Regions from separate parts of the Bombyx mori genome. Here region 2 is linked to region 1. A link is a contact called in public Hi-C data. All regions are on one chromosome and are shown on one strand. The core of a region is the stretch at or near the end of the contact, and the rest is flanking DNA. Distances in the headings are between cores, read along the strand shown. Region 1 holds the start of LOC101740273 (U3 small nucleolar RNA-associated protein 18 homolog). Region 2 overlaps LOC101745326.

What was found. A called contact is a pair of places that touch in the nucleus more often than the background predicts.
Region 2: a contact with region 1 is called in a Hi-C map of whole pupa, with 2.3 times the contacts expected there. The contact joins the enhancer-like site here to the promoter of LOC101740273 in region 1. A contact is called at or near these places in 4 of 7 Hi-C or Micro-C datasets (midgut, an unstated tissue and whole pupa).

The regions. Positions count from the first base shown.
Region 1 is chr9:6,664,976-6,668,811 of ASM3026992v2, forward strand. It overlaps LOC101740273 (U3 small nucleolar RNA-associated protein 18 homolog), which reads right to left and starts at 1,849. Exons shown (of 2, transcript XM_004925147.4): 1 at 1,593-1,849; 2 at 1-715. The coding sequence starts at 1,654. LOC101745326 reads left to right here and starts at 2,584. Exons shown (of 9, transcript XM_038013097.2): 1 at 2,584-3,836. The coding sequence starts at 3,399.
Region 2 is chr9:6,712,132-6,715,967 of ASM3026992v2, forward strand. LOC101745326 reads left to right here. Exons shown (of 9, transcript XM_038013097.2): 7 at 187-486; 8 at 1,572-1,875; 9 at 2,306-3,836. The coding sequence ends at 2,564. Among protein-coding and RNA genes, the nearest start is that of LOC134199359, 28 kb to the right of the region's middle. Within about 2 kb of position 1,865, at least 4 of the 8 cell types and tissues checked have open chromatin away from gene starts, as enhancers often do.

The DNA of each region.
Region 1 (3,836 bases), core at 599-3,098:
TATCAAGTATACTTCATCAAAACAATCTGATGTTGCTAAGTATTTTCCATTTGGTGACAATTGAAAAATATGTGGCCTCTTTGAGATTTGTGGCAACTGCACAAGTTTAGCTTCAGCCTTCACTAAATCATAAATACAGTAAGAATGGTTACTTTTAGAGGCTATAAAAGCACTTTTTCCATCTGGTGTAAAATGTGCAGCAGTTATTTGCCACTTTTTTAGATTAAAACTGTGAAGTCTTTCATTTTTGTCACCTCCAATTGAATATAAAGAAACAACACCAGATTGTCCAGCTATTAATGATACACTCATTTTTGGATGGAATTCTATGCATTTAATCAAAGGACCTTCTTTACTAATATCATTGTTGATTTTGGGTAATATTTTATATTCCAAGAAATCTTTTTTTAGTTCTTTGGTTTTTTTTTTAACTATGTGTCCTACTGTTTTCATCAGTTTGTCATCATCTTCACAATCTGTATTTTTCTTTATTTCCGCCCAACTGGGTGTTCCCACGATAGTTCTATATTTTTGTTTAAGTTTTTCAGTGTACTGAACATTACTTACAGCTTGAGGTATGATATTTGCTGCAGTATATTTACCATCATCATCATCAGTCCATACTGGCTTTAAATCAATATTGTCTGATAATTCTTGATTAGGTTTCAATTTATCTATTAATTTTTGCTTCTTGGTAAAAAGTATTTGAGATAACCTGTAAATTACAATTTTAAATTTATGGATCATATCAAATGTGATATCTAATCTGTTAAAGAAAGACAACGGCAACATGTGTGAAAGTGTAGCATCCAGTTTCAGTCAAATGAGCCTTATAGATATAAAAAATGTATACTTTCACAAAGCCCTCTTTATCAAACAATGTTTTTTATTGTTACAGTCTATTCATATTATAAAAATTCTCTGTGCTTAGGAATGACAACAGAATCTCTAAAAAAAATAGTCTGTTGTAGGGAGTCCATTTTATTTGATTATCATTTGCATGGGACCTATATATGGCACCACTGCATTTCAAATGTTAGCCAAAAATAATTTGGCAACTTCAGTATGGTAATTGAGAGTTGGTTTCATTTTAGTCATGTTTTTTTTTTAAATGATTAGATGACACTTTTTTTTAAATGATTATAGTTGTATTTACTGAGGCAATGGATGTAATTAGACTTGTTTATTTATATTTGGTATAAAAGAAGTAAAAGAATAGAAAGGAAAAAGTGAAATCAACAGGAACTGTTAATAAGTTTAGTAGGTATGTAGTCAATATTCATTTTACCATGCTGAAAGTGCCACAGGAACCGACCAGACTATAATTACCATAAAAAATTCTTTTTGGAGACTTTATAAAAAATGTTCATTTTAAAATAATAAAACATCTCGAAAACCCTTATATCTAAATAGTCCGTTATGTACATTTACTCTTACTATCATGTTTACAGGTTTTGTGGTTATAATGATGTTCTTAAAATTTTACAGTAAGCTACGTTAAAAATTATATAGTTTCGTAATTGAGCGTAATCTGCACCGAACAATTCGTGAGAGTAGTTTTACAGCCTGGTCAAAAAAAACTTGCTACACACCGTGATTCTTCATCTTTGACAGGATTAATCTCGTGTTTAAAGTTTCTGGAACTACGTTTCATATTTAAGGGTGACACTATGGTCTACTTTTTACAGATCAGTAACAACGAAGTTTTTGACCAGAAAACAATTTGCGTTTTTACTTCCAAGTTTAATATTACAAATAAAAAGTGGTCACTGGTCATGCTGTGCTGTGCGCTGAATTTTTTATTTAATTTTTACATTGGTCAAATGGTCAGGCAAAAGGAACTTAGCCATACCTGCTATAAATAATCTATGTTATAGCTGTAACTCACATATCTTATATAAACAGAATCCTACTCTCTAACAGGGCTACCAGCTTTATACCCACCTCAATTGTTTAAAGCATAAAAGCAGAGGATTAACGAGAATTTGATTTTTTTCCTAATTAAATACGCAGGCCGTTTCCAATAACAGCACAAGAGCGCATTATGCGGCATAATGCTCGACTAAGCTTCAGCATAATTCGGCATTGTGCGTCACTGAGTCGCATTATGCCAATGAAGTAGGAATACTATATAGGTCTATGCATTATGCTCTGTAATTGGAAAACGGCCATAGTGACGTTAAATCAGCTCGTAAGGTAAAGATACATGTACCGAGTGAAACTTAGTCCGTCACGTAGGATATATACTTGTAGGAAATTATTATTTTATGTTAATGGTTTTGAATATGAAGAGCCATGTTAATTTGTCACATTGACGTATTTCACGTCGTGCTTATATTGTACGAAGACAAAATTAAGCCCATTATATTTATTTTGAAATTAAACAATTTATACTGATTCTAAATTAATTGCAGATTTACATTTTATTTGTTCACGTACATACTGCAACTATAGAAAAAGTATTTCATGCAATTTTAATCTACACATTTACAAAACCATAATTCTTTAGCTGAAAAACCTCGTAAAACGAGAATGTCATTTCATGTTGTGGCAGGATAATACCAGATGTCGCTTACCTGCGTTTGACTCTTGAGATCTGTTGTTTTAATTCATATTTGCTTCTCTTTTTTCCTAATACCTCTTTTCAGTTACAGAAGAAGATAGAACATAAGCGTTGGCTGTTTTTTAAGCTCCAGAGTACTATTGAGAAATGAGACTTATTCCTCGTTTATGTTCCAAAGGATACTTTCGATAATAAATTTGTGAACAGTGAGTGAACAGTGAAGTCACTGAACACGGTCATTGAACAACAGTAAACTATAAACTACGATTTACGAATCACTTCATTCGGTCGTTTTTCAGTGTTCCACTAAACTTATGTTATGCTGAAATTTTAAATAGCAGCCTTTCATTTGTTTTTTTCACAAGCCAACTTTAAATACTTTACAAAACGCGAAAATGGAAATGGTGTGTTTGATTTGATGGTGAAGTGAAGCTGACATTTAATTCAATGACCTTTTAAACAGACCGAAAGTGTATCAATATTCAATACAATATGTTGTGTAGCCTGTTCCAACACCGAAATTGTATACAATAAAAAGTAGCTGCTACTGTTTTCTACTAATCTCATTCATAAACAATGGGGTTGAAAAGGGCTCCGCCATAAAACTATCAGTGGGTCGTTAGTCCGTCATAAAACCATAAAATAAAATTCATGACATCGGTGCAAAAAAAGGTGTTAGTCGACGATGGTGGATCGGCCTCAAAGTGATAGGAGGCTGTCGAGATATGATCGAGGGATTCAGAGCTATGCTGCTAACAGTTCAATTTGGGCAGCTGGAAGACCACGTTGTGGTGCACTCAGCTAATGAGTACCAAAGTGTGGCATCGTGTAATGTATGTTCGCGATGTCGGGCAAGCCCGCGAATGTGGGCGCGTCGCGAGCGGGCGTGGCGGGTGCGCCGCGCGTGCTGGTGTACGTGGCGGAGCAGCGCCAGCTAGAGCCCGGCACCGCACCGCCCGACCTGGACACCCTTCGACACTCGCCACTGGAATCCCTATACCTGCCTGATAATTTGCAGCCGCAGCTGCGATCATCTTTTTATCGTACACAATCAGAAGGAGTTGAACAAAGATCGCACCAGAACCAATTGTTTTACAAGAATTTTAATGACAGTGATGATAAAATTGACAGTTTAGGGTCTATTGAAAATATAACTCAGTTGCCAGATTTATATCCTGTATCACAGCAGTATGTCAAAGATTCCTGTATTAAAGTAGAAGAAACAAAAAGTGAAGGGTCTAGTGGAAGCAACTATCGGCAGGAGGACTGTGCT
Region 2 (3,836 bases), core at 615-3,114, 47 kb after region 1:
TATAGGTATCCGAGCTCAGTGTAGCGAGAGAGATGGCTTAACGCCGGATCGAGTGGGAGAGAGTCGCACAGTCGGTTGCGCATGGCGACGCGTAGCCACGGTATGCGTCGCCACGCCAGAAATCGGTTTTACGTGCGGCTATAGATGTTTCACATCAAAAAAAGAACCTCGTATAATGCTTCGCAGACCTGATGTCGAACGTACCGTTGCTGCGAGCGAACATGAGCTCGTCGCCGCTGAACTGCCAGACGGTGATGCCCGCCGCATCTGCCTACTACGAGAGGATGCATCCGTACAAGAGGAAAAACGAATTCGGCGACGGGTCCTCGTACAGATCCGATAAGATAATGCGGACGAACGGGTTCGGCGTTAACCACGGACTGACAAAGGACCTGGATTATAGCGCTATGACTGTGAGCTCGCAAGACCGAAGCTACAGGCACTACCAGGCCGCGTCGGACAGACACAATTTCAGTTCTGGCGACGGTAAGTGAGACCCTGCCGTCGCTTTATCCCTTCCCCCTTCACTACTGTGCTTCCTTGTACCCTTTGCTGTCATTTTATCTTATCTATAATAAAAATATTGTTTTTTATCTGACTGTATGCACTTAACGAAAATGTTGGTCCCTTGGTTCACAATAATCGATTCTAATGACTGTTTTCGTATTGACATTTACTGATTTCACTTGTGTTTTTTAAATGAATTTAATTTTTTAATTAAATTGTTAGCTAAAAAAATCTAATTAGATCATTCTATCTTTAAAAATGTTGTAAATAAATTGCAAACGAAACCCCCCTTGTTTCTGGATTTCTATCAGTCATTTCATGCTTCAGTCATAGCTAACAAAATTCAAATTTTAAATTGTTGTGTCTTGTATTGGTTATGGATTGCTTGATATAATCAGGATGTATGATTTAATTGTAATTATATATTAATACGTAAAAATCGGACATAATAAACATCGTACTGACGTGTGTTGTGGTGTATTTCAGCTTCTACATAATGCGATACTATCGGTCATTGGTTTTCTTTTGGTTGGGTTAATACAAGATACAGCTGTTAATATATTAAGGGTGTACTGGAAACTAATCAGAATAAAACAGCGATGTGCAGCGTGCAAACGTTCTCACCCAGGCTTTCTGTCGCTTTCCATTGCACCATATCTATGAAGTAACAAAATTGGCTCACAAATTGGGACACCATTACTAACGCATCATTGTAAAGCCATCATTCCATCCGCTCGTCGTTGTAAGTACGCACGTTTCACACATATATGTACCTCGAATCTATATTATTTCTTCTGTGTTTAAAATAAATTATTGTAATTACTAATTCTTTGAAATAAAACCTAGAAAGACTTCGCGAAAAATCAACTTATAAATATATTTAGCTTTTTATTATGTCGACCATTAGGGTCTTTCGATACTCAGAAAATGTATTTGTTTTAATGATTTCAAATATGTATATTTAATTAGAATACACACGATAGAATCGTTTTGAAAGAGGAATAGCGTTCTTACGTTGAATTTGGAGGCGGGTCAACGCTTAAAGTGGCGGGTAACGTCGATAGATGCGAAGAGCGACGAGGAGGATGTCGAGACCGAGGGCGAGGCTGAGGGCGAGGCGGGGGACGAGGCGGAGGACGAGGCGGGACAGAGGGACAGAGGGGACAAGTTCGCGAGGGGGCAGGTGGTGTGGGGCCCGGCGCCGGGGCACGCGTCGTGGCCGGGGCAGCTGGAGCGGCGGCGCGCGGACGGGCGCTGGGAGGTGCGCTGGTTCGGGGCGCGCGGGCTCGGCGTGCTGCACCCCGCGCGCCTGCTCGCGCTCTCCGACGGCCTGGACGCGCACCACGCCGCGCGAGAGCGACACAGGAAGTGAGTCCGGACCCGACCCCCCACCGACTCCCTCACAGACTTCCTCACAGACTCCCTCACAGACTTCCTCACAGACTCCCTCAGAACATTCCCTGTCGAACCGCCTTCCTATCGGTGCCCAGAAATATCACAGTACGATAGATTCTTTCAACGTACGTACTAGTCGATAAACGTAATTTAACCGTGGCCAAGATCGCACAATTTATATTTCATTAGACTTGCATAGCGTGAGAACATTGTGTATGACTGTATCGACCGCTCTCTTAGTTATGACAGCATAATTAAACCTTTTATAGTAACGTCATGTTGTATCGCTAACCCGATCCAAAGAAACTATGTAATTTGTTTATTCGAATATTCGAAGCTGAAATCGCACCCGATGACGTCACGATGTAGATAAATATTTATGTTTTATTTTCTTTCGTCGAAGCAGGAGTAGAAAATTGAATACTTTATTGGAGAACGCGATCCAGGAAGCGATGGCGGAACTCGATAAAAATAGCGGAACCGGCGCGTCCGTCGCGCAGCGGGAACGGGACCGCGAGGGGGACAGCGACGCCCCCTCCCTCACAGACACTCCGAAGAAGAGTAGGAAACGTGATAAATCCAAAAATAAAGAGAAGAAGAAGAGTGCCGCTAAAATATCTCGGAACAAACCGACTGATACTCGTCTACGGAGCTCACAGTGAAGACGCTGCCGCAGTGGACACGACCTAAAGGCTCTTTAACTAAATACAAGCATTATTACATAAATGTTTGTATATTACTTTTCGTGTAAAATAATTCATTATTATCGTTTGATGAATGAGAACTACAACGAACAATTTACAAAAGGGGCAGTTGTACATTATTTTTCTATTCGATGTTGGCAGCACGCGTCAACCGTTTGCCTACGAGAGAACCTGACATTATTTGTTTCGAGCTCCTGTAGATTATACAGACTACTGTGTGCTTAGTGCGAGTTTTTTAACGTTCTCGATAGAGTAAAAGTAACCCAAATTTGTATGCAGTTGGAACAGCGCTTATAGCGGCAAACGTTTTAATTCCATACAAATTTGATTTAACTTTTACGCTATCGAGAACGTTAAAAAACTCGCACTAAGCTCACTGTATGCTCGAGACTCGCCCCGAGGTAGCTGCGTCGGGCAGAGCGATGTGGTGACGTCACGCGTGTAACGTTTGTAAGATCGTCTACCATTGCGACCATTGAACCTTTACCTTGAATAGTAAGAGTAAGATTATTAAGCAAAGTAAAGGTGTCCCTTGTTCATATACAGGGTGTAAGGTAAAGCCTTCCGGACGCCGAAAAGGAACAGTAAAATCTAACATAACCTTAAAATAACATTCATTTGCTAATCTATGCAAATGTCAAGGCCAGCGACCTCTGTAGCCGCGGTCGTGCATAGCGCCTACACGCAGCTTTAAGCCTGCTGAGTTTCTCGCCGGATCTTCTCAGCGGGTCGCGATTCCGATTCGGTGGTAGATTCATTCGCGAAGCAGCTGCTCTTGCGTTGCTAGGTCCCCTTTGGAGGCGTTCGGGCAGCTGTTAGCAAATCCCACCCCTCTTAGTTGAGCCTTTGCTCGCCCACCTGCTCTGGTGAAACTGGAAAGAACTACGGGTCAAGTAACGCCTCGTTCACAAAAAAAAAACTGGCAGTCTAATCTAAAAAAAATAAAACTATCTGCACAAATTGTTCACAATGGTCAGATTATTATTAAGATGGTATTCTAGACATACACAAGATTTTAAAAATTAAGTTTAATTTGCTAGTTGACAAAATAAATGAATTAAAATGGGGAAAGAAGCCTAAAGTTTTAATTTTGAATTCATTTAAAAGGATCTCCTATGACCGCATGGAAAAACCGCAGATGCAGTGATCGATGAGTCGAACGTATGTATGAACGAAATTGCGCGTTCGCGAAATTAAAAGCTAGCACGATAGTTTGGATTAACAAATGAA